7 separate regions of the Mus musculus genome follow, and all the other regions are linked to region 5. The links are chromatin contacts, called in public Hi-C, HiChIP or PLAC-seq and promoter capture Hi-C maps. All regions are on one chromosome and are shown on one strand. The core of a region is the stretch at or near the end of the contact, and the rest is flanking DNA. Distances in the headings are between cores, read along the strand shown. Region 1 overlaps Gpc6 (glypican 6). Region 2 overlaps Gpc6 (glypican 6). Region 3 overlaps Gpc6 (glypican 6). Region 4 overlaps Gpc6 (glypican 6). Region 5 holds the start of Gpc6 (glypican 6). Region 6 overlaps Gpc6 (glypican 6). Region 7 overlaps Gpc6 (glypican 6).

Region 1 (3,348 bases), core at 143-2,642, 480 kb before region 5:
CTACACAGCACATAACATCAAGTGGAAAATGTGTATTTTTATTAAGTTTGGGCTCTGGCGTCCAGAACCATGGACCACATGGGATGTTCTGGGTTGTGTGTCTTTAAAGCTCAGTCAATCTAAGAGGAGCATTTCTTTCTTGTTTTATTTAACTCAAGAACCAGAATCAGAGAGCAAGTTAGAAAACCAAATGGCATGACCCCAGAAATAAGATGCCTTCTTGTTTCGTTATCCTTCATTCTGTTTGCTGCCAGTAATATCTTCCACAGTCTAGACAAATACAGCTCTCTTCCTTGTTGATAAATGATATAGCATTTGCTAAAAGTCTAGCATAATCTTCATCAGAATGATATCTAGTTGTTGCAGGATAGGTAAAAATAATGCACAGGTATTTTATGGAGGTACATGTCTTCTTGGTATCTAGAATTAAATCCAATCTTCTTTTTTTTTTAAGAGTTTAACCACTGCGTGTGTGTGCGTGTGTGTGTGTGTGTGTGCACGCATGTGCATGCACGCTCAAATGTTCACATGTTATATAACTTAATGCTCTGATTTGAAAGGCTGGTAAATCAGAGAAGGTTTTTGAAGGCTATGATTTTACAAAATAATACCCATAATATTTATGTATTTACCCCATTGCTCCAGTTTAAACCAAGTAAACTTTGAGAAGGGAGCTTCATCAGATGTCTAGCTCAGAACAAACCAGTTATATTTGCTTAAATAAATTCTCAAAAAAAAAAAACCCTCTTCATCAAGGATTGAAAGATCCTTTGAACAAATTAGTTATTTGACATTTTTACATGAAAATAGTAAAATGTTACTCTAATATGAAAAGCATTTACAAATGTTATTCAATTTCTTAGTATGCCTGTGCATTCTAAAATGCTGTCTCTGTTGATGGGGGCACATTCTGAATGACTCATTCGTAGCCATATGTCCTTATTTCATGGGAAATGTAGCAAGCCTGGAGCGGAGAATGTACGCAGCACTTCACAGCACAGCAAGCACTTGATCTGAATAACCTATATTTTTCTTGCACTGCAAAATCTAATAGAGTTGGACAAAATGTCATCTGCTGCTTATTAAGTCTTGTTTTTTTATGGTTGACTGACCTAATTTTCCAGAGTTTAAATTTTAACGTCTTATCACCTGCTTGGCTAAAGTTTCAGTTCGCTGTCAAGTACTTGTGCATGTTAGCATGCCATTTACACGTGTTCAAGTCAAATAATTGGGTTCACAGTAGACCTGTGTCAGTTTCAAATCTGGTCCCAATTAGAAAGTACATTTTTCAAAGTAGTGGATCTGGTTCTCTTTCTCACCCATTCATCACTTCAGTCATTCCTGGGAACAGAGAGGCATCACTGTGCAACTCGGGCAGCTGCTGCACATGAGACATCGTCTCTGCTCACAGTAGTTAGCTTTCTGTAGACTCAATTCGAAGCATCACAGTCTCCAGCCACTAGCTTATTCTTTTTCTTTCCTTCACATCATCTGTCCTTCACAGAGCCACAGGCTTCTGGGACACTGGCCATCTACTTTCTACCTTTCCTTGAGTAACCCGTGAGCTCATTCTTTTCCTTAGGAGCCTTGGTTCTGCACCAGTAGTCTAGTCATTGTATAACTGCTCTGCGTTCAAGCTGGCAGAAATAGTGAGCTTTGTTAAAAAAAAAAAACCCACTAGAAACTGTAATCTAGAGATCACTATCATGTTCTAGTGTTCACTTGGCTGTGTCAAACGAAAAGAAGATAAGCCAGCCCTTATGGCCTAGAGTCTTCTTAAATTCAGTCTCTAAGACTAATGCATCAGAACTGCCTGAAACCCACAGCATCTCCGTCTTCTGCTTACCTTTCTTTCAGTTATTTGCTACGATGTCACCCTTTCCTAGCTCAAATCCTATAAAATGACTCAAACCCTTCTCTAACTCCCTTCCCAAGGGCTGCACATTCTCTCCAGAGCAGACAGGTAGCATTCCTACACTGTGACAATTGATCTGGCAATTCAGAACCCAACAGTCCCCACTCAGTGAATTATCCTTACAGGCTTTCGTTGGTGTCTAATGCAATCATAAATTATGACACATAGAAGTACCTTCAAACCCTCTCCATTCACAGAAGAGCCGATTGAACCTCAGAAAATTGCATTCTGTGTTCTAAATATTCACACTACACAGACATTATGGGAAGCAAAATATTTCCCTCAGTTGGTTCCTTTCCTTGACATCATTTAAATCCTGTGAAGCTGGCACAAGTGAAACTGTGTTTCATAAGAAAGTAAATGTCCTTGATATTAATTGGACAATGTACGGTGAGTATTATCTAATTGCCCAGAGCCTTTTAGGAATGTTAAGTCTCAGTCTGACTACAGACCAAGAGAATTAGAATTCACATTTAAATGTGAGAGTGTTTTCCTGCATGTCTATCTGCACCACATGGTCAACAGGTGCCTGAAAAATCAGAAGAGGTTATCAGATGTTCTGGGACTGGAGGCAAAAATAATTAGTAGCTATTATGTGGGTGCTAGGGACTGATTCTTGGTTCTCTGCAAGAGCAACAAGCACTCTTAACCACAGAGTCATCTCTTCAGCTCAAGAACTGATTGTTCCTTAGTAAAAGCTTTTTAAGAGAGCAAAGAAAGCAACCATTAATCAACACCCATTGCTGCTGACTACACATCAGAACTGTTCTCTTTTCCAATGCTAGGTTGCATGTCCTTTCAAAGTTACTCAGTTTTTTTTTATTTGTTTTGTTGGGGTGCTGATACATGGAAATTCGCTGCTTTGTGCACAAGAAATTAGGGAGCTTTGCTCTGCTTGATAACAGAAATGGCAGCAACTAAATATGAGGATAAACTTCAAATATTTTATATGTATCATTAGTGTGGGGTTGAAGATGATAGAGCTTAAGATCTTCCAGGAAGGGCAAAGCCAGGGGTAGGATGCCACCACAAAACTAATGAGCCCTCACATCTCCTCAGCTTTTCTGAGAACACTGCACTTGGAGGAGAAGAAGATACCAAAGCCAGTAGGTTCTTCTTAGCAATGGAGGGAAAGAAGGCTGTGTTCCTGAGATAGTGCTAGAGAAAAAGGTGATCCCTCTTGTCACTTGGTCTCCTCATTCAGTTACTTCTCAGTCCTCCATGCAATGCAAAAGTGTCTTCTATCTAAATGTCGTTGGAGACTTTATAGTCTTTACTGTGATCAGAGTGCCGGGTTTCTTTGCATCAAACTGTAGTGTTTTCTGTCAAGATCTTAACACTTCAGTGCGAATAAACAGATGGGAAGCTTATTAGCAGAAACTTATTGGCAGAAGGCATATCACAAACATAACTAAATGAATAAAAAAATCACC
Region 2 (3,609 bases), core at 541-3,040, 410 kb before region 5:
TCAGGTTTCTGTTAAGAAATCGATGTCTTTGAAATCGTGGCAGGGATATAATTTCTCAATTGTACTGGGAATATTATTTACAGCCTCCTCTGTAAAGCAAAGGTATGAAAGGAAGAACTCAACAATGACTGCATGATTAACCAGCCTAACCACAAAATGTTGAGTTCATCAAAAGAAATATATATATATATATATATGTGTGTGTGTGTGTGTGTGTGTGTGTGTGTGCATCTCGCTTCATTTGAACAATAACCCGAAAAGAACATTAGTGAAAACTTTCCTTTCAAAGCTATATATCTTCATACTAGAAGTGTATCACTCCGTTAACCACCTAAGTTTAGTATAGGCACCTAATATTTCAACGTGGAAAAATCAGTAGAGAAATCTGTGTTCAAGATGGCCAGAAACACTGGTAAAGCCTTTCACATCATTACTGATTTGCAGAGAAAGGAGTAACAAAGCAAATCAAACGCCCTCAACATAAAATAATGACATTTTTACCTGCAGCATTTAATCATGAATGTGTATCACCTATACAGCCAATGAGCTCTCTTTTTACACCTTAGGGAAGATGATGTGAGTCCTTAGGAAGATAGCTGAGGGAGGCTAACCAGGTAGAGGGAGGGGTAAAGAACACAAGTGTTGCATCTTCAAAGCTTGGCTCATCAGAAGGGAAAGCCCACAGCAGGAAACACACTCAGCCTTGGGGGTCCTCCACCAGCTCTAGTTCTTAGGAGACAGGACACATCTCTGTTTTCTTAGCTCATAGTACTTTGCTACTGCAGCCTCACAAGCAAAATGTCCCCACATGACAAAATGCAAACTAATGATTGTCTTTGGTATTTCAATAAAAATAAAAAGCCCTAAACAGGATCCAAGGAAGTCCTTTTTTTTTTTTTTGGGGATGGGGCTGCTCATTATTTTTTATTAGATATTTTCTTCATTTACATTTCAAATGCTATCCCAAAAGTCCCCTATACCCTCCCCCCCCTCCACCGCCCTGCCACTCACTGCCACTTCTTGGTCCTGGTGTCCCCCTGTACTGGGGCATATAAAGTTTGCAAGAACAAGAGGCCTCTCTTCCCAATGATGGCCGACTTGGCCATCTTCTGCTGCATATGCAGCTAGAGACATCAGCTCTGGGGGTACTGATTAGTTAATATTGTTGTTTCACTTATCCGATTGCAGACCCCTTCAGCTCCTTGGGTACTTTCTCTAACTCCTCCATTGGGGGCCATGTGTTCCATCCTATAGATGACTGTGAGCATCCACTTCTGTATTTGCCAGGCACTGGCATAGCCTCACAAGAGACAGCTATATCAGCGTCCCATAATCATCCACCAAACGCAGACAGTATTGCATATGCCAGCAAGATTTTGCTGAAAGGACCATGGGAAGTCTTAAAAATGAATAATGCGGTCAAAATTTAAAGATGACGTAAGCTCTAGTCAAAGCTTAGAACTGAGGAGTATGCACACTGGTTTATGCTTTTCTACAGAAAAATTGACTTAAATAATAAATCATTGAAATGATTATAGATTTTATATGGCTAAGAGCGAGAACAAAATGTTAAGTGAACACTATTATGCAGAGAGAAACACATAGAGTTATGATACAATTGAGGTCCTAAAAGCTGGTTATACAGTGATTATTCAAAGATGAGGGGATGCTACAACAGCCAAAATAGCAAAAACTAAAAGCTACAGTTAATAATAGTTTGCTGCTTAGAGAGTAAGCAGGTGTGCCCTCTCCCAACAGTGCTGCCTCCCTAACCACATGGGCAGAGCTTCAGCCTCACACATCCAGCTGTGCTAAGCCCATCTGCTCAGCCATTCTCATTTTAATTAGTGCTAGAGACTTGCTTTATTTCATTAATCTGCAAATTCCTCTCATTTTCCCCCTTTTGTGGATCTAGGAGAAACAGGTATGAACAAACTACAAATTTTAAGGATTCGTTCCTGCTCAGTTTACTTTAATCAACTACTCTCAAAGTCAACAGGATTGTGGCTTTTAATAATAATGGCGGTTTTTCATAAATGACTCTAAGGCCGCATCAGGTTATAAAAGCAATTCCTGAAAGTATTCAGCATATGCTGAACAGATGATGAGATTTTATACAGACATTCATTCCATATGACTTTTCCTCCCTCTTAAAAAAAAAATTCAATGGTGAAGGTTACCCACTGTGAAGTAATTTCCATAATATTGTAATTACATCCACGGGCCTTCAAATGCACTTTATTTCTCCTCTTAGGCACTTACTTAGTTTCAAAATTATTTACATATAAATAAGATTTTTTTAAAGAGGAATCTGTTTTGATAAGCCACGTGAGTGTACTTTCAGCTTGAGGTTCACCTAGACTTTATGTGCAATGGGTCCCACATGCACAAGGAAATCCCAGTACCCTTGGCCTGCACTGTGCTTGGCCTTGGCACACTCACTCCCTTCCTAGCCAGCACTAGCAACCTGGAGCCCCATCCCTGAGAAGCTGTACTCAGACCCCACTTAAAACAGGGTAGCTGCTACCCCTTGATGGTCATTTCTGTTCAAACACATCGGGAGACACTAGGAGTCCCAGTCTAGACTGAGTTGCAGAGTTATAGGAAAGTCCTCCAGGTACAAGTTCAGGCCTAAACCTAAGTGGGCAGCTTCTCTTGACCCTCACAAAGCAAGACACCAAGGGACAGCCAGGGAGCCTTGGATGCACTCTCAGGCAGCACTTCTGATCTGTACTGATGCTCTGCTTCCGAACAGTTTCTTTGCCACTTTACACCTCTTTGCACCACTTTTTTGTTTTTAATTCTGTAAATAAGAAGGGAAGGTCCTGGAAATAAAAATGTAGACATCAACTATGACCACTAATAACTGCCAGTAACCCACAGGTGAACTAGACGACTTCTGTTTATGTTACAATACAGTTCTTTTTCTGGACTTATGTGTGTTCAAAAAGTACGTATGTATGTGCGAGAACCACATATGAAGAGCAGTGCTTCTCAAACTTAAATGAGCATGAATATAAATGCAGGGATGGAGTTGGTACCAAGGTCTTGGTTTCTGTACTCTCCCAGGAGCTGGTAATGATGCTGTCCTGAGACATTTAGATAGAAAACCCTAGGATAACAGGTCATACATACATCTCAGAAATACTTGTAGCTTTGTGAGATTGCACCTAATAGTATCAATCAGTTAACAGCTATAAACACAAAACCACAAATCCCTCTTAAACTAATTACAGAAGGCCTCCAAGTTGCTAGCAGTCATACGAAACTGTAAATAAGTGCATGTAAAAATATAGCATGAGCTGATAAAATTCATGCACATGTCTTTAGACTCTGATTTCATAGCCAAGACCTATATTGCTGAATAGAGGCATCCTCAATTGCTGTTTAAGTATAGTCGTGCTTATCAATATTTTTGTTGGTGTTGCTGACATTGTTATCTGTACTTCCGCTCTTTACTCTTTCTCGGTTATGTCAATGACTGAACTCTTTTATGGATACATTTTGAGAAGACAGATCTTTCTGGACTGTCATAGGTAGTCCATCTTGCTCCTTCCTCTTTGTTTAATCCTCACCTTAAGTTCATTCCCTTATTTTATTTCCCAGTTT
Region 3 (3,158 bases), core at 583-3,082, 500 kb before region 5:
GAGAGAGAGGAAGAGAGAGAGAGAGAGGAGGGGGAGGGGAAGAGGGGGAGGAATGGAGAGAGGGAGAGGAAGAGAGGGAGAGGGAGAGAGAGAATATCCACTTTGAACAGGTATTCTGCAAAACCATCTCAGGGATTTTTCTTAAACATCGTTTAATGTTTGTATGACGTAGATCTTTTGAATGCATTTTCAAAAATTATGGGGTGGAAATTATATTCAAGGGAGAAATTAGAATCTATAATTGTCGAGAAACAATGTGTGGGTATGTTTATTGCTGATTTGCTACTCCTGTTTCTCCTAACTCGCATTTTCTACTAGTCTATATACTATTATTTCTATGTATTCATAAATTATACTAATCATTTTACAGCAAGAAGCATAATGGTTCTTTCTAGGAGTCAATAGAAGCCTGGATGATTTCAAAGTGACAGAATATAATATTAAAAAATCTCTATGCTTGAAGGATTATAGTAATCACATTTTGTTCCTCAAGAGAGTATTGAATCACCACTCACAGGACAAACTCCTTTAAAATTGAAAAAACGTACAACAAAATGTATGTATTTACCTTTCTCATCTGTCTTAAAGTTTAACAGGAAATGAAATATATGAAACTTTAAGTTAAGATTAAAAATGAGTTTGGGTCAATGAATGAGGTATATGACTAGACGCAGACAGGAGAAGTGTGTGGCTTTACCTTTTAAAGGTATATGACTTGGTACATATATGTCTTACCTACATTCTATGTAAACAGATATGAGTTTATCTATGGTGTTGATGAGGAAACACAGGTTTCCAATGTTTACTGTAATGTCCCAGAGTGAACACGAACTCCAAAATATTAGAGGTAAGAAATAGTTTCAAGAAGAAAATAGCTTTGTAATTTATCCCCAGTCAGATTTTCATAATGTGATCTGAACAATTAATGGGAAGTATTACAAATCCCTAAGAAAGTGGATGCAACTATAGTTAAGTACAAATTGCAAAATGTATTCTAAACTTGTACATAAATTATTTACAAAATGATCCATATGTATATAATTTCTGCTTCTAATATTAATTAGTTGATACAGGTAATTGGAATTGGGGACAATGCTCAAATCTCTAGAGTTCTATTTTCCCCAAATTGTTCTCATCAATTAGAGCAGAAAGTCAACCACAAACCCTAAGATGTTTTTCCTAGGGTATGAAACAGGGAGTAGCTTTGCATGGGATGACAAACTCTCTAATGAAAATGTGTCTCACTTTATGACAGACATAAACATACATCATTTTATAACAGCACATAGATTATCAATAATATATATTCAGAGGGATATATTTCATATTCCTGTTAAGTTACATATAAGTCATGTCTTCATACTCTGATGACAGCATACTTAAGTCCTGTGACACTGCACTAACATAGCTTAATGGAAATTTTCATGTAGAGAGATGTGATATCATTAGAGTAATGGATGCCTGTCTTATTTGTTTCAACTAAAGAGAAGCACAAGGATGAGGTACAAACTCCTAAGCATGTCAAAGCCAAGGCAAAGCCATCCATGTGGGAAGGTTACCACCGTCAGACTTCATCTACAGTGGTGTGCAGCTGAACAACACAGAAAAATGAATTTCTGATTAAAAATTTTATAGTTAATTATTATGATTACAAGTGATGAAAAAGAGCAGACCATTGGAGCTAAAAAATATCAAGTCCTAATTCAGTGTTCCCTGAGGAACATTTTCATAGAAGAGGCTAGGCTTGATCTTGAACACCACAGGCCCCTGAAGGTACGATGCCTATATTACCCCTGGCTTACTGGGAATCTGGCTAGCAGAGAGTGTGCTTGCACACAACTAGAACATCACCCCGCTGTTTCCTCCACAGAAAACTCCTCCCTATTCCATTATTTAGTGGCTTGAAAAGAAGCAAGCCAGCCAACATTCTTCAGGAAATACTTTGAGAATGTATTCAGTTTCCAGTCAGTGACCAGGAGCTAAGAAGAGATGCTATGCTTTTTCAGTGTGTGAACTAAAAGCAAGCAGAAAACCACAGATTATAAACAACATGCAAAAGAGACCATATGTGGCACCAAAGACATTAAACGTCAGACACATTGAGAAAGTTTTACTAGACTCTGGGACAAGAGATCATAAATTCTCATGTTTTGAAATTTGAAGATAAATTCATTAAACAAAGCCTTGCATAGCTTTAATTTTTTTTATACCCAAGAAGATGGTTGAGCCATTAGTCTCCTGACTCTCATGTAAGTAGTTGGAATATAGTTTTTTCTTCTGATATCATTTTTATTACATGTGATAAAATGCAGTGTGATAGCTCTGAGGTTAACTCATCCTTACAGTCTCTCTTAAAGGTAAATGAAATGCAGAAAGAAGTTCTTGAATGTTTTAATTTTTAAAGAACTTAGATAATTTTATTGACTTAAAGGTGAGACTACTTAAATTCTCTCAAGGTCATAGTTCAATAAATCACTATGAAATGCCTTAGGCAAGACCCCAAATTATCCTTGAGAATCTAAAATGGGAGATAAACCAAAGAGGAAATGGTTATTCATTGAATTTTAATGCCAGATTTTAATTTTTCCAATGAAACCTTGGATGTTTTATTATTATTATTATTATTATTATTATTACTATTACTATTATCACTATTTTCGCCATGTGGGGTATTAAACCTAAGGCCTTGGGAATGCTAGGCCAGCACACAGACATTGTGTCGCACCCATTACGCTGTAAGCTTCTCCTTCACTATAATTAATAAAAATACAAATGTAAACTTCTCCAACACCCTGCAAATCTGCCAAGTGTCCTAAAACAAAATACAGTTTTCTCTAGAATTTAATAATTATTTTCATAACATTATAAACATATTATAAACATATCAGCTGCTAAATGCTAAAACATAGAATTCAAATTCTACTTTCTACAGTAATCTACATTATTATTTGTTATATATTTCTTTCAATATGTGTTGAGAATTCTTACAAATTAGATGTTGGTGGAAAATATAATCAATAATTTAGATTTTCAAAAACATAATTAAACATTTAGCAATCATATAATAGTATGCTAATTTATTATTAAGGATGTCAATTAATGTACAACTAATATTGTAATAATGCATATTTAATGCATTATTCAGGTCAACTAACTCT
Region 4 (3,358 bases), core at 551-3,050, 310 kb before region 5:
AAGTTCAAGATAACACAGAGTGAAATCCAGACACAAAAAGCCCAGCTTTTGATATGAAAATGTTCTTTCAATAACAGCACAGCCTCCTCCAACCCACAGTGTTTCAAATGTAATTTACAATGAGGCAATCCATTTCTTCCTGGGAGATGGATTATTTTAAGAGTGCTTCTCACATTTGCTGTGTTGCAAGTTATTGGGTCTTCCATTACCTCAGCATTGCCAGCTCTCAGATCATACAAGGGCAGTGGGAGGAAATTCGCTATATTGGCAATTTTCCATATTTGTGTTCAGAGGAACTTTACCTTTTCTAGAAGACAGTGAAAAGAAAAAAGAAATGAAACTGTGATATTCAGTTACTACTGGTAAAATAGTAAATGTCACAGTCAATTTCCATAACTACAAATGATTTAAAAGTTCAGTAATCTTGGGTCCAGGGATGTATACCATTAAAACGTATGCATACAGTTAACCATTCTTTTGATTTCAGAACCGTCTAAGTTGTGTGTATGTGTGTGTCTGTCTCTGTGTGTGGCAATGTGAACATGTGTCTTTGTGTGAATGCATTTTTGTATATTTGTTTCTCTGTGTGTATTTATGTGTGTATTTGTGCTATGAATGTATGCATGTATGTTTGTGTTTCTGTCTCTCTGTGTGTTTGTCTGTGCCTGTGTGTGTATATGTGTATAAATATATATTTGTCAATCTATGTATATATGTATGTCTCTGTGTCCCTGGGTATGTTTATGTGTGTACATGTGTGTTTATGTGTCTATGTATAAACCTACATTTGTGTTTCTGTGACTCTGTGTGTGTCCATTTATGTGTGTGTGTTTATGCTTCTGTGTCTATGTATATCTGTGCATATATATATATATATATATATATATATATATCTGTGTGTGCCAGTGTACATATATGTGTATGTATGTGTGTGTGTTTGTGTATATGTGCACATCTATGTGTATTTGTGTGTCTGTGTGTATATGTTTCTGTGTTTGTATTTGAGTGTTTCTGTGTATGTCTGTGTCTATGTGCACATATATGTGTTTGTGTATTTGTGTCTGTGTGTACCTATGAGTATGTGTTTGTATATGTATGTCTCTCTGTGTGTGTCTGTGTCTATGTATGTATCTATGTGAATGTGCACCTGTGTATGCGTATCTGTGTGTATCTATGTATATGTGTGTTTGCATGTGTATGTCTCTCTGAGTGTGCTTATGTGTATCTGTGTTTTTAAGTGTGGATGTATCTACAAGGAGGTCCACAGAGAAAGCTGCTCTATCACATCTAGACAGAAGCACACCATGCACTCCTCTGTCCCCCAGGACGAAGCATCAGATGAGTTACTAGTTGAAGTAGCACACCATGAACTGGAGCATTTGTTGGTTCTCAAGAGACTATACTGAGCATGGTACCTTCCACACCCGGGACTCATTCTGTGCATTTAGCATAAACAAGGAATACATCCTTGATCCATTTAACACCAATATCACAATAGAAGAATTCTCTGTTCGTCAGTATGCCCTGAAATAAAGAGGTGGAGCACAGTGAAGACAGTGAATGAAATAATACACTGAGTAGAACGAGGATGAAGGGTGACAGCATCCAGGGAGGCAACAGGAGTGTTAGTGTTGGCAGTGGGAAGGAAGATCTGGAATGGCAGAAAGGGTAGGACAGCAGATAGTGGTTAACTGCAGAAAACCAGCCGCTAGCTGACTCACCGCATTGCTCAGACTAAACCTGTATCATCAAAGTGATTTCTGCTTTGAGCAATCGATGGTTGTTTTGGAAAACCACAATAAAATGAAACCTACACCAGATTTCCAGAGCTCTGGTGGGCGTCTGCAGTCCAGAGAGCAGGCTTAGATATTTAAACTCTAACATTCAACCAAAGATGATCTTAATGGTGATTGAAAACATCTTTCCAATAAATAAAAACACATTTTGTCCACCGTCTTTAAAAAGTTTACTCAGTGACTTGGACAAACCCAGATGTAGTTTGGAAGGATTCTGGGACTAAAGAAGTAAGAGTTGATGGAAAAGGAAAACCACCAAAGAGGAAATGAACTGATATGATTTAATGTGCGTTATTATTACCATCGTAAATTATGTTGGTCAATGCTGCCTAAAGTAGAACTTCACTTGATTTTAAGCCAAACAAGACCACTGAATTATTTTCAGTTAATTGTGATCAAGCCATATGTTGCAATGAGAACAGTGTGTTAATCAGTCAACACTGCCTCAATGGTAACAAAATGGTGTGTTTCCCTTCTGCTGGACAAAGTATATCTCGCCAATAGAAGAAAACGAAAACGAATGATTACAGAAATCATGCTTTTTGGGTACATAAAAATCTTAACTGATTTTTGAAATTTTAAACAGATGGTAAGACTGGATTTATGAGATATTCTTCACACAACTCCTTTATGCTTGAAGATTTTTTATGTTGTATTTAGTGTGTGTGTGTGTATAGAATAGAGCACAACTTGCATAAATGGCATTTCTCCTTCTACCACACAGCCTCTGGACATGGAACTCAGGTTCCGAGACACAATAGCCAGTACTGTTACTTGCTATACAATCATGTCAGCCCCAAATGTGTATTTTAAGAGAGATATAAAGAGCTTCCGAGTAGTGCACTGAGACAGAAGTTTAAGAGACCTGAGGGCCTGGAGCTCAGGACATATGAAGTTAGTTTATCATCTGAGCTGTGAGAGGAACAGATAGAGGATATTCAGTAGTCATTTAATAAGTTACAAACATCACAGAGTATGATGTTGTATGTCTGAGCCCTGTGCCAAAGCAGAAAAATATTACAATATATGGCAAACTACAAGGCAAGAAACCAATTTCACTAACAGATCCACCTACCCTCAAATGCGTTTTATATTTATAACTAAAAAGCCCCCGCAATGGCCAATTGTAACACACTTTTATGGTGGCACTTTAAAAGCAGACCTTCCCGAGTTCCAAACACATCCACCGCGAACATTCAGTTCTAGAGCTGTGAAACAGACATTTGCTTTTCTGTAATAAGAATTTATGTGGTCATTGTCTGAAGCCAGAGATGCTACAGAAAGCACAGGCTGGCTTATCATGAAATTGACATATTTATGGGAGAAACTTAAATGGTAGACAGTTTCTACTCAGCTCTTACACACATGCACACACGCTCCCATATTCACACATACATGCAGACCCCTCAAACATAAAAACTTACTATATACTACAACCTCTTTGTACATACATGTGATGTCATACATTCAACTGATAGGATGTGACTACTGAAACTGCTAAGCTCGCATGTACTTTAATTTTTAATGATACTGTGTTATATGCCAACCAGTTTTAATATTAA
Region 5 (3,462 bases), core at 141-2,640:
CAGATCCTAGAGACCCGAGCAATGGGTCCCCTTAGTGGCCCGTCCCCAGCCCAGGAGCCGGGCGCCCAGTCCCTGGAAAGGACCTGGAGAGCAGAGAGCTTGAGTAGGGGAATCTCCGCGTCTCTCCACCGCCCCCGCCGGCGCGAAGGCGGGAGTGGAGAAGGCGCCACTCAGACGGTGGCGCTGAGCAAACTGCGGCCGCAGTTCTCCCAAGTTTGCCCCAGCGAGGGGGATGCTATGGGCGCCCGGCTCCGCTTTCTGCCTCCGCTAGCCGTCCTCACTCCACCGTCCTTTGCTCCAGCGGCCGGGCCAGGCTCTAGGCCAGCCACGGAGGTAGCAGGGCGCGGGAGCAAATGCAGGGAGAGAGGGGCGAGGGACGAGGGTGCTCCCGCGTGTGCACACAATGAGGCGGCGGGCACGCACACCTTCCTCCCGCCCGAAAAACGGGATCAGCCTCCGCCGCCTGGATGCAGGGACGCGGGGTCCCTGGGAGGTACCCGCAGAAAGTGAGCACCAACTGAGCAACAGGGGGTAGGGAGAGGGCGCCCCGCCGCCTCTCGGGGCTGCAGCGGGCCCGGGGCCCACGCTTACCTGCGATCTCCTGGTAGGGGATGTCCGCCAGGCTGAATCCCTTGGCACCGTAAGCCTGACGGACCTCGCTGCAGCTCCGAGCCTTCACGTCCGCCGCGGCCGGGAGGGTCAGCAGCAGCCCGGAGAGAGGAAGAATCACAGCCCGGATCCAAGAAGGCATGGTGCAACATGCAAGTCCACCTCGGCAGCCCCCAGCTCCCTGTGCGCTCTTCACCTTGCCCCTCGAGCCGAAAGCCCGCCAGAGCCTGCGGCGCGCTCCTTAGCCGCTGCCCAGCGTCACCCCCTTCCGCCAGCCGAGGGGACGAGCCGCGCAGACCTCTGGACTGCACTCAGCAAACTTTTATAAGCCAGATGGAGGATGGCAAGCCAACCAGGGCTGCCTTGGGAAGGCTGCCGGCTCCGCTAGCCACTCCGGTAGAAAATCGTTGGAGAAAGAGGAGAAAAGAGGAAAAGGCAAAGAAATGTCTTTTTTTTTTTTTAAACACCACAGTAGGGGTGTTCAGCCCTGCGGTCCGAGTTCCGAGCCGCAGAGTCGTGGAGCGCTGCGAGCTCGCCTATCCAGTGTGCGCGACGAAGGTGGGACCGCGCGCCGGCTCCCCCCACCCCGAGGGAGATGGACAGGCCGGCGCGAGTGTGAGCGCGCGTGTTTGTGGGTGTGAACGCGGGGCTCTCGGGGAGGTGTGTGCGTGGAGGTATGTGATGGAGATGTACGGGATCGAGGGGAAACCTCAGCTTCACATAGACTGAGGGAGCCAGTGAGAGTCTTCTTGAAATGGGAAGAGAGAAAATCCTGGAGACTGACACAGGAGGCAAGAGGGAAGGAGAAAGGAGGGGAGGGAGAGAGGGAGAAACGTGCTACCCAGTGCACAGCCGAAATTCAGAGGCAGAGTCGGCCGCAAAACCTGGAATGGATCGCGAGCCACTAGGCAGGAGGGGAAAGATTACCAGCAAAAGGTCCCTATTTTCTCAATCACTTTATGGCCTCCACACACTTCCGAGATGTTCCCTTTCCTGATATAAACAAACCACCAAAAAAGACAAAGTGTTTGAGGAGAGTAAATGTTATCACGCTATATTTTTCTGGAGATAAAGAATATTGCATTTCCAATTGTTGCTCTTGCCCCAGTGTACCTAACACAAAGCCAGGGAAGAAATGAGCAGAAAAGAAACCTAGGAACGGGGCCAAAGCCACCTCTCTAGGTGGTAGCTGCTTTCGGCTCATCTTAATGTTTTGTTTTGTTTTGTTTTTTCCTAAGAACAGATAGAGGGCCATAGGTCTTTACTCCTCTCCTGTCGGCTCTCTCTCTCTCTCTCTCTCTCTCTCTCTCACACACACACACACACACACACATACACACAAAGAGGGAAGGAGAGAGAGAGAGAGAGAGAGAGAGAGAGAGAGAGAGAGAGAGAGAGAGAGGTTCCACCTACAAAACACTGGATTCTTAAATCACTAGGCTTAGGGCATGTGAAGATAAAACAATGGCTGCTGGCCATGCAAGAAACAGGACCCCAGGAGGGACAAGGTGTTGTAATCTTCTCTCATCAGATTCTCTCAAACACTATAACCTTAACATTTTCTCCCAAGTTCTCAGAAGTCTGTGAAATGGGATGCAAGTGAAAATTCGGGTTTAACCAACTTCCTGAGCCTTTCTTCACGCTAATGAGCACAGAGATCAAATATACTTAAGTCTGCCCTGAAACCCACAGCTCCTGAAACTAACCAATCAGAAAAAGAAGAAAAGAAATGCTATCCAGTAGTGAGGCCTTGTGGACACTGGTCTCCCAGTTCCTGAGAAGTCAGTACAGGGTCAGGCCTAGTTCTGTAGTACTGAAGTATAAATCTGCAGGATGCTGGTTTCCTGATGACTGGTGACCAGAGCGACTCCTGGAGCCTAAATCCTTGCATTTGCCTCTATCCTAGGCACCTTCGTTACTGTCGGAATTGTTCAGCACATCTTCTTTTCCAAGAACTCCTCTTTAGCCCGTCATCCTCCTTATAGAGTGATAGAGTGCTTGCTTGTCGCATCTTCAAAAGTTCATACAAAATGCTAGCGCTCAGGGAACAGAAAGAAGTCTAGTCTAGTTGAGGAGCTTTAAGCCATTTGCAGTCAGTCTCCAAGGAGGTAGTCAGGGGGCTGAAGGGATAGATGGCTCAGCAGTTAAGATCACATGTTGTTCTTGAGAGGACAAGAGTTTGATTCTCAGCTCCCCAACAATATGGCTCACAAACAAACTCCTGTAATTCCAGTTCCAGAGATATCTGACCCCTCTGGCCTCTGGAAACACATACACACACACACACACACACACACACACACACACACACACACACACGCACACACACACACTTTCAAGAAGGTAGATAGCAATTCTGAGCACACACCAAAGGTTGTGTACACTGGCAAACACATATGCATCAAAAAGGCCATTGAGTGAGGTGGGTCATGATGATTACCTGAAGTTTGGCTAATCCTCTTATATTTGACGAGCACTCCATACTCCTATAAGTCAGTAGCTGTTGCCACTGTAGACTTGTAAGAAGGCTAACACACAGAATATTACCAGATTCAGCAAGCATAAAGAGATGAGCTTAATTCTACTGGAAGGGTCAACAAGTTTGGGGCTGTTTTGTGAACTTTAGTCAGAGCAAGGACTTAGGTCATTTGCCTAGCCCACATATTGTGTAATACGGCATTGTTCGAAGTGGTGTTAAAGGAATGAGGCCAGGATTCTACCTGAGGCCACAGCTTGATGAGGCATGGCAATGGGAAGGGGATGTGATAGAAATCCGTTGAGAATAAGAGAGTATCTATGACTTAGGTAAACCTGTTGACCAAGGTCTTGAATGACAGCTGCCACGTCTATACC
Region 6 (3,282 bases), core at 100-2,599, 340 kb before region 5:
TCTTTGAAACAATTGTTATCTGTCTGTCTGTCTGTCTATCTATCTATCTATCTATCTATCTATCTATCTATCCATTCATCCATCCATCCACCCACCCACCCATCCATCCATCCATCCATCCATCCATCCATCCATCCACCCACCCACCCACCCACCCATCCATCCATCCATCCATCCATCCATCCATCCATCCATCTATCTATCTATCTATCCATCCATCCATCCACCCACCCACCCACCCACCCACCCACCCACCCACCTATCTATCTATCTATCTATCTATCTATCTATCTATCTATCTATCTATCTTTTCAATGTGTAAAACATCTCTTTTTAAAGAGATATTTTTAAAAACAAACAAACAAACAAACAACCCATCCTTTATAAAGGATACAAACAAAAGATAAACTCTGAATATAGTTCCAGGCTACTGTTTCACAGTCAGTCTAAGCAAGTGAATCCAGGTTAACACACAATGGGATTAATTACCATTAAGAATGAACAAGCAATTTAATATGCTTGCAATCACTTTACTCACTGATACATTTGCAGAAGCTCTTAAGACTGACATGTATACGGACCCTGACTCTAATTTTCCTTCTATCCTTAACCTTCTTCCTTGCCATGACTCTGTGTTGAGGAGGGGCGGAGGGATCAGAATAGTGGGGGTTTTTCCACTTCAAATAAATGGCCAGGATGTGTGAAGTTAAGGATCTGTCTTGAATGGAATCTTTAGGATCTCTAGGTGCCATTTTAACCGACACTAATTTGAAATAAAACATACTATTATTTACTTCCCACCCATGAACTGGAAATCCAATGGCCCTCTGAAGGAAGAAGTAACTGATGCTTTCCATGATGTAAATAGACACTTGTGAATGGCCTGGTATGTTTTCTCAATGAAGACAGTCTGCAAAGAAAAGCCAGGCATTCAAACCCACAGCAGAGCAAGAAGGGGTTAAATTGCATGCATGGGAGGCAGTCTTGCTTCAGCAGGCTCTGCACAGGCCATGGTAACCAAGGGATGATCCTAGCTCAGGTTCCTGAAATATTCACCAACGTTGTCTCCCCCACTGCCAAAAGAATGGATCCTCTCAGGGCAGGGTAGATGGCCCTTTGAGCTGCAAGCCATTCTGTGCTTAGCCAACTATGCAACCTTTATTTCAGAATCCACCTACAGCACTCCCAATAAATGTCTTAAGAAATACTTTTTATGTTTCCGTGGATATTTAAAAGATTAAACCCATCATCCAAAACAGAGCACAAGAAACAGGAGATTCACAGCATACTTCAGTCTTAAGGGATCATGAAGGAAAGGCAAGAAGAATGCCAGCAGCATTCCTGGGAGTGTCTTCCCTGGGCTTGCCCACAGGCCAGACTCCAGAGCTCAGCAAGCCCGCCTGGCCTGTACTCCTCCAAAGGAGGCTCAGTTTCTCCAGCCTCCCTCTGTACTTTGTGATTCTTCCAGCCACTCCTGCTGTGACCCTGTCTGGCAGCCATTGTTTTTCTGTCTTGCTTTGAACTGTTCTCCAGCCAAGTCTCTGGGATTCTGAAAGAATTTCCACTGGGTGTTTAACCAGAAGGGTCAGTGAGTGTGGCTGCATTCCCTAAGTTCCACAAAACTCATTCATTTGGGAGGAAGAAAGCAGAAACAAAATGTCATGTCTGAGGCTACCAATTACTTATTGACTTACTCCCAATCACAGCAGTAATCTCTGTGGATAATCAGGAGAAGGAGAGACCTAAGCCCCACTGCTCTCATCTTACCAGCTGATCCTAACTGTTGTTTTTCCTGGTACATTCCATTTCATTTCTCTGTTTTCAGAGACTTAAAAATTATCCTGTAATTCACCTGCTTACATAATTATAATCGCTTTATTTATTGAAAGACATTGCAGCAAATATTTTCCTTTTCCATTAACCTTACTTAACTCATAAATTGCTCTTTTTGCATTATGACTTTTTATGTAATATTCAGATACAAGTTATTTAAGCAAATCCATGTTGGGTATTTTAGCTCCTTTTTATGATGCTGTCCTGCAAATATCCCTTTATGATTATTTCTTTCAGGACAAAGAAGGGGCTTCAGTTAAAAAATGTAGATTAAAGTATTAACGACAGGAGATCCCCATCATTGCAAATATTGAAATGACCTTACTCAATATTTAAAAAATATATCTAGAATAAGTTTAATCTCCAACAGCATACATGGTATAAACTTCCCTTGGTAATGAAATAAATAAGCTTCAAGAATATAGAGTGTAGAATAATTTTAGCAGACTGACCGGTTAAAAAGTGGGAGACAGGCTTCAATGGGGAATGAATTGGACAATGTACTTGGAGCAAAATGACATGCTCCATACTTACAGGCTGGTGGGATTACAGAGCATAAAGTCACCAGTTATCTATCTGTATAGTACAAGGATAACCCGATCATTAACAACTGTTTTATGAAGAAGCCAACATGGCATTACGACTGGGCAAGAAAGGCTGATACACTGAGTTGTATTCGATGACAAGCCTGAATGTGTCAGTGTGCAGTGGAGCCTTGCAGTGAAAAAGCGGGGTGTGTAGACTTGAGTCTGGACACTAGGAGAGCATGCCATTCTAGGTGAGATGGTCATTTGAGTTAACACTCCTTGGAAAGGAGAAATGGGTAATTGTGTACCAGGAAACAGACATGTTTATTACCAGAGACATAAGAGACCTCTCATCTGGTAAAGGTCTCTTTCTGCATGAGAACAGAGAAAATGTTATTGCTTACAGTGAACAAAAACTCAAATGAGATGCACCATACTCTAGTTAGGTTTCGCCATCACTACTCTTGATCATCAGATTCCATTGTCCTTTCTGTTTTGCCAACTCTGTTGTCTTCACCTTACACTCAGATCTTCAACATCGATGGAAACATCTGTGTACTCTTTTAAATCATCAGTTTTCATTTGAATTTTTGTTCAGTTGGATCCCCCCCCAGAAAGTTAAGGGGTCACTTTCCCCCACACAACCTCTACTCTCTATGATACAGAGGCAATATTTAAAGCTTGGAAGTGAGACAGACTTGGCTGCAGGATTGCTGATGGTAATTATACTTCTATACCACGGGGTGGACTAGGAGCCTCACTCCTTCATGGGTGAATATTAAATTCAAGAAAAGCATGCCATGTGAATTTATATAGGCCAAAGGCAATCATTGATAAAAACACAAATACAAGATTCATTCATGTTTTCATGATTTACAAAGTTCTTACTGTCTTACCTTCTAGATTTATTCTCTGGCATTTT
Region 7 (3,194 bases), core at 379-2,878, 460 kb before region 5:
CAGGCGTTTTACATGACTTTTACTAATTACAACATTTGCTGTGCCTGAAATTTTGTGGGAAGTCATAGACTCGGGAGATGGATGGATGGATGGATATGTCTTAAGTAATTATTTAATTAAGTAATTAAGTAATATTCTCTCAAATGACTCCATGACTCTTAAAATGGTTACAAGAAGTGAGCTAATACTCTAATCTATCTGTAGCATATCCATTTATCCATACATACACGCAAAGGCTTAGTAGAAATCTTCTTCATCTTCAATGAAGAAGACATTGCTTTCTCCGTCACCAATTATGAAACTTAGAAATGGTACCTTCCAGAAAAATAAAAGTGTCAAAGTTGGATCAAGTTTGGATGGAAGTAGACCAAAACTGCATGTCTTGAAAGGTCTCCATGTTCTGGAGATGGTGGCTGTTCTAGTTGGCATTGTGTTTGACCCCATGCAGAGATCCTTACGTTCATGATTTCATGGGTAGCATAGTTCTGATAGAATACAAGGTATATTAGTGAAGCCAGCTCCCCCAGTGGCCTGTTTGGCGTTAGTCTGTCACTGAGTTGGCTAGGGCATGGCAGAGAGAGGTCTGCTGTCTTTCAGAGACCACTTCATGCTTCTGCTTGAAGGAAAGCACCGACTGATGCTGTCCTGCTGGCAAGCTGACCTGGTCTATTCTGCATTTTAATGACGACTCTAACACAGGATGGCTCGGGCAGTTTTGTGAGCACAGTGCTGAACAGCACAGCAGGCAGGTCAGGGGTTTCTTGGCTATGGAATCACAGAAAGTGTTCTGCAAAGGGGTTGCCAAGTCAGAGGGCATGAACTGAGCAAACACAAGGCCTGCAAGGGAACCACAGGAGAGAAGGCCGTTTCAGCTTGTGATTAGCTAAAGAATTTGGCAAAGAGATTTGACAAGAATCCCTGTAGTCACAGGTCAGTACACGAGTCAGAAACAAGGCAAGGGAATCAGGCCATTTTAATCTGACTTGGAAAATTCTTGGAAGTGTGTAATATAAAGTTTTAAAAACAAACTCTAACTGAGCTAAATAACAAAGTATTTTATTATCTTAAAATTATTCCTGTTCTCTTACTGCCTAGTTATGTTTCTGATAAATTTTTCATAACATTGCTCTCTTTGTGACTATAAGGAATGTTCCGCCCTACCCTACTATATAGTAGGACAAATGGAATACACACACATAAAAAAGAAGGCCTTATCACATTTTCAGTGAAGAGAAAGAACTCTGAGAAGAAGGGGTGTTGATGTTGGACAGGTTCACAGATTTTTCTGGAGGCTGTAGTAACACCAGCCTGTATCACACTAAGACACAAGACAGAGTGGAGTCCTTCAAGTCTGGGTTAGATGATCACAAAGAATGGTTGTGATTAAACATTGCTCTTTGGCTTCCCAGCAGACAGGGAGTTCTAGGTAAGAAAGGGCACAAGGTTATCCTTGGGTCAAAGCATGGGCTTCCTATAATTAGGCTTCCACAGCACATATAACAGGAGGGCGTTCACTTAGCGTGGCCTATGATGTTGTGCTTGTTTCATTGGCAAGGTTAGAGCTGTCACTAACTAGATCCTGGTTCATCTCCCACGTTCATTCACATCCCAGCCTCCTAACTACTCAGTACTGTCTCCTCACAATCTCCAAGGCAACCGCTCACACATGCCATTCACCATGCTTCATTTCCACCCCAGTAAACTCAGCATTCTGCTCCAGCACCACTTTCACAGAAGGCAAGATAGGCCAAGCTAGCGGCGCAGGGTTTTCGCTCCTGAAGACCCTCAAGTCATTCAGCTGGAGAATGACTGACACATCCCAGGAGAGAGCAGTATGATGTGGCCTTTTACTCACAGATAACACTAAATGTAACCATGCTGATATATTTGTAAAGAAGAACAGAAAATAGGAAGACACCAGCCATCTTACAATTACCTAATGTTAGTTGGCATCATGACTGCACTGTCAGGGACTTAACTAATGTTTCGTCCTTAAACTGATCACCGAGTCAATTCTGCATAGCCATCAATGACATGAAGGGCACTGGGGCCACAGTGACATAATGACCATATGGTATACACATTATTTTCCAAACTCTTAAAAGCCGAACTCTGGAGTCTACATCCTTATCACACAGAGCAAGGTACCAGAACTGTATGATCTTTTGTCATCCAACCTAATCCAATTTTGGTTCTTCCAGCACTGAAAATTCACACACGCACACACACACACACACACACACACAAACACACATACACAAACTTGCACACATACTAATACACATACACTAACACACACACACTTTCACACCCACTAACACACATACACTAACACACACACTTTCACACCCACTAACACACATACACTAACACACATACTAATATACACTTACACACACTAACAAACACAGTAACACACACCAACACATATACAGTAACACACAGTATAACACATTCACCCACACTTTTGCACGCACCCACACTTTTGCACACACACACACACACACACACACACACACATACACACACACACACACACACAAGGACATGACCACCTTTTGTATTTGGTTGTTCCTTTTAAGCTATTCACGTTCCTTTCTTACTAACTGAAGATTTCACAAGATTTAACTTCTAAACTTGTTTAATTTGTTCCCATGAAAATTGGTGAGTGTAAAAAGAGAGATGAATTGTCACTGGGGATCAGAAAAGTCACAGAGCTTGTAACCCTCCATGCCTACAAATCCACCAAGTTCCCTTAGGCCTTAATGATATTGAGTTAGAACATGTGAGCCACTGAGTTCGTGAGAGGAAGATGAGGGGTGGAGCCAAACTAGCAGCGCTGCCTTGGGTCTTTACTGAACCACGGAGTGGACATGAGACACATGGTGGCCTCATCGAGAGATCTGACCTCTGTCTTCCTGTATGGGCAAGTCTTTCCCAGGGAAGGCAACATGGTGTACGGATAATGCTGACAGACAGCCTTCGTGAATCTGTTTACAGCCGGTTCCATGACTTCTTCTGTGACTTTCTGTGCTCTGTGAGATTTATTTTATATCAAGGTAACTAAACAGGTTGTTTTTACAGATGACATGTCTGTCTATGCATGGAGGGGGTGCAAGCAGTCCTTCAAAATATCTCATGCTGAACAAAAACAGGCAGGAGAGCACAGAGATTGGTCTATGGAGGGAAGGTGT

The links. Promoter capture Hi-C pulls out the DNA fragments that hold promoters and counts their contacts. Hi-C and Micro-C count contacts between places; a contact is called where the count stands out from the background. HiChIP or PLAC-seq counts read pairs in DNA pulled down with a chosen protein or histone mark.
Region 1: a promoter capture Hi-C map of the 3T3-L1 cell line shows a contact between it and region 5, with 7 times the contacts expected there. The contact joins the enhancer-like site here to the promoter of Gpc6 in region 5. A contact is called at or near these places in 5 of 39 promoter capture datasets (the 3T3-L1 cell line, 3T3-L1-derived adipocytes, hippocampal neurons and 1 more), 4 of 484 Hi-C or Micro-C datasets (the C2C12 cell line, cerebral cortex and nephron progenitors) and 9 of 115 datasets of contacts at active chromatin or transcription factors (the NIH/3T3 cell line, craniofacial prominence, embryonic forebrain and 6 more).
Region 2: a contact with region 5 is called in an H3K4me3 HiChIP or PLAC-seq map of embryonic basal ganglia, with 3 times the contacts expected there. The contact joins the enhancer-like site here to the promoter of Gpc6 in region 5. A contact is called at or near these places in 2 of 39 promoter capture datasets (the 3T3-L1 cell line and 3T3-L1-derived adipocytes), 7 of 484 Hi-C or Micro-C datasets (the N1E-115 cell line, adipose-derived mesenchymal stem cells, nephron progenitors and 1 more) and 11 of 115 datasets of contacts at active chromatin or transcription factors (craniofacial prominence, embryonic basal ganglia, embryonic forebrain and 7 more).
Region 3: an H3K4me3 HiChIP or PLAC-seq map of neural progenitor cells shows a contact between it and region 5, with 19 read pairs. The contact joins the enhancer-like site here to the promoter of Gpc6 in region 5. A contact is called at or near these places in 1 of 39 promoter capture datasets (the 3T3-L1 cell line), 2 of 484 Hi-C or Micro-C datasets (adipose-derived mesenchymal stem cells and nephron progenitors) and 12 of 115 datasets of contacts at active chromatin or transcription factors (the NIH/3T3 cell line, astrocytes, cardiomyocytes and 8 more).
Region 4: a Hi-C map of uterus shows a contact between it and region 5, with 3 times the contacts expected there. The contact joins the enhancer-like site here to the promoter of Gpc6 in region 5. A contact is called at or near these places in 1 of 39 promoter capture datasets (3T3-L1-derived adipocytes), 7 of 484 Hi-C or Micro-C datasets (the N1E-115 cell line, cerebral cortex, nephron progenitors and 1 more) and 12 of 115 datasets of contacts at active chromatin or transcription factors (a beta-TC-6 cell line, craniofacial prominence, embryonic forebrain and 8 more).
Region 6: an H3K27ac HiChIP or PLAC-seq map of stem cell-derived anterior neural progenitor cells shows a contact between it and region 5, with 10 times the contacts expected there. The contact joins the enhancer-like site here to the promoter of Gpc6 in region 5. A contact is called at or near these places in 1 of 39 promoter capture datasets (3T3-L1-derived adipocytes), 5 of 484 Hi-C or Micro-C datasets (the N1E-115 cell line, cerebral cortex, embryonic stem cells and 1 more) and 10 of 115 datasets of contacts at active chromatin or transcription factors (the NIH/3T3 cell line, craniofacial prominence, embryonic limb bud and 6 more).
Region 7: a contact with region 5 is called in an H3K4me3 HiChIP or PLAC-seq map of stem cell-derived neural progenitor cells, with 16 read pairs. The contact joins the enhancer-like site here to the promoter of Gpc6 in region 5. A contact is called at or near these places in 4 of 39 promoter capture datasets (the 3T3-L1 cell line, 3T3-L1-derived adipocytes and hippocampal neurons), 2 of 484 Hi-C or Micro-C datasets (the C2C12 cell line and nephron progenitors) and 11 of 115 datasets of contacts at active chromatin or transcription factors (craniofacial prominence, embryonic forebrain, embryonic midbrain and 8 more).

Annotation. Positions count from the first base shown.
Region 1 is chr14:117,406,240-117,409,587 of GRCm38.p6, reverse strand. All of the region lies in intron 2 of Gpc6 (glypican 6), which reads right to left. Among named protein-coding and RNA genes, the nearest start is that of Gm52112, 280 kb to the right of the region's middle. Within about 2 kb of position 1,392, at least 14 of the 459 cell types and tissues checked have an H3K27ac peak or open chromatin away from gene starts, as enhancers often do. A contact at or near this core is called in craniofacial prominence, where this site is marked.
Region 2 is chr14:117,335,647-117,339,255 of GRCm38.p6, reverse strand. The region is part of intron 2 of Gpc6 (glypican 6); the gene reads right to left. Among named protein-coding and RNA genes, the nearest start is that of Gm52112, 210 kb to the right of the region's middle. Within about 2 kb of position 1,790, at least 4 of the 459 cell types and tissues checked have an H3K27ac peak or open chromatin away from gene starts, as enhancers often do. A contact at or near this core is called in embryonic basal ganglia, where this site is marked.
Region 3 is chr14:117,426,760-117,429,917 of GRCm38.p6, reverse strand. All of the region lies in intron 2 of Gpc6 (glypican 6), which reads right to left. Among named protein-coding and RNA genes, the nearest start is that of Gm52112, 300 kb to the right of the region's middle. Within about 2 kb of position 1,832, at least 9 of the 459 cell types and tissues checked have an H3K27ac peak or open chromatin away from gene starts, as enhancers often do. A contact at or near this core is called in astrocytes, neural progenitor cells and stem cell-derived neural progenitor cells, where this site is marked.
Region 4 is chr14:117,238,608-117,241,965 of GRCm38.p6, reverse strand. All of the region lies in intron 2 of Gpc6 (glypican 6), which reads right to left. Among named protein-coding and RNA genes, the nearest start is that of Gm52112, 110 kb to the right of the region's middle. Within about 2 kb of position 1,800, at least 5 of the 459 cell types and tissues checked have an H3K27ac peak or open chromatin away from gene starts, as enhancers often do. A contact at or near this core is called in uterus, where this site is marked.
Region 5 is chr14:116,923,225-116,926,686 of GRCm38.p6, reverse strand. It overlaps Gpc6 (glypican 6), which reads right to left and starts at 1,390. Exons shown (of 9, transcript NM_011821.3): 1 at 592-1,390. The coding sequence starts at 751.
Region 6 is chr14:117,266,183-117,269,464 of GRCm38.p6, reverse strand. All of the region lies in intron 2 of Gpc6 (glypican 6), which reads right to left. Among named protein-coding and RNA genes, the nearest start is that of Gm52112, 140 kb to the right of the region's middle. Within about 2 kb of position 1,349, at least 42 of the 459 cell types and tissues checked have an H3K27ac peak or open chromatin away from gene starts, as enhancers often do. A contact at or near this core is called in extraembryonic endoderm stem cells and stem cell-derived anterior neural progenitor cells, where this site is marked.
Region 7 is chr14:117,381,860-117,385,053 of GRCm38.p6, reverse strand. The region is part of intron 2 of Gpc6 (glypican 6); the gene reads right to left. Among named protein-coding and RNA genes, the nearest start is that of Gm52112, 260 kb to the right of the region's middle. Within about 2 kb of position 1,628, at least 34 of the 459 cell types and tissues checked have an H3K27ac peak or open chromatin away from gene starts, as enhancers often do. A contact at or near this core is called in neural progenitor cells, neural tube, stem cell-derived neural progenitor cells and 1 more, where this site is marked.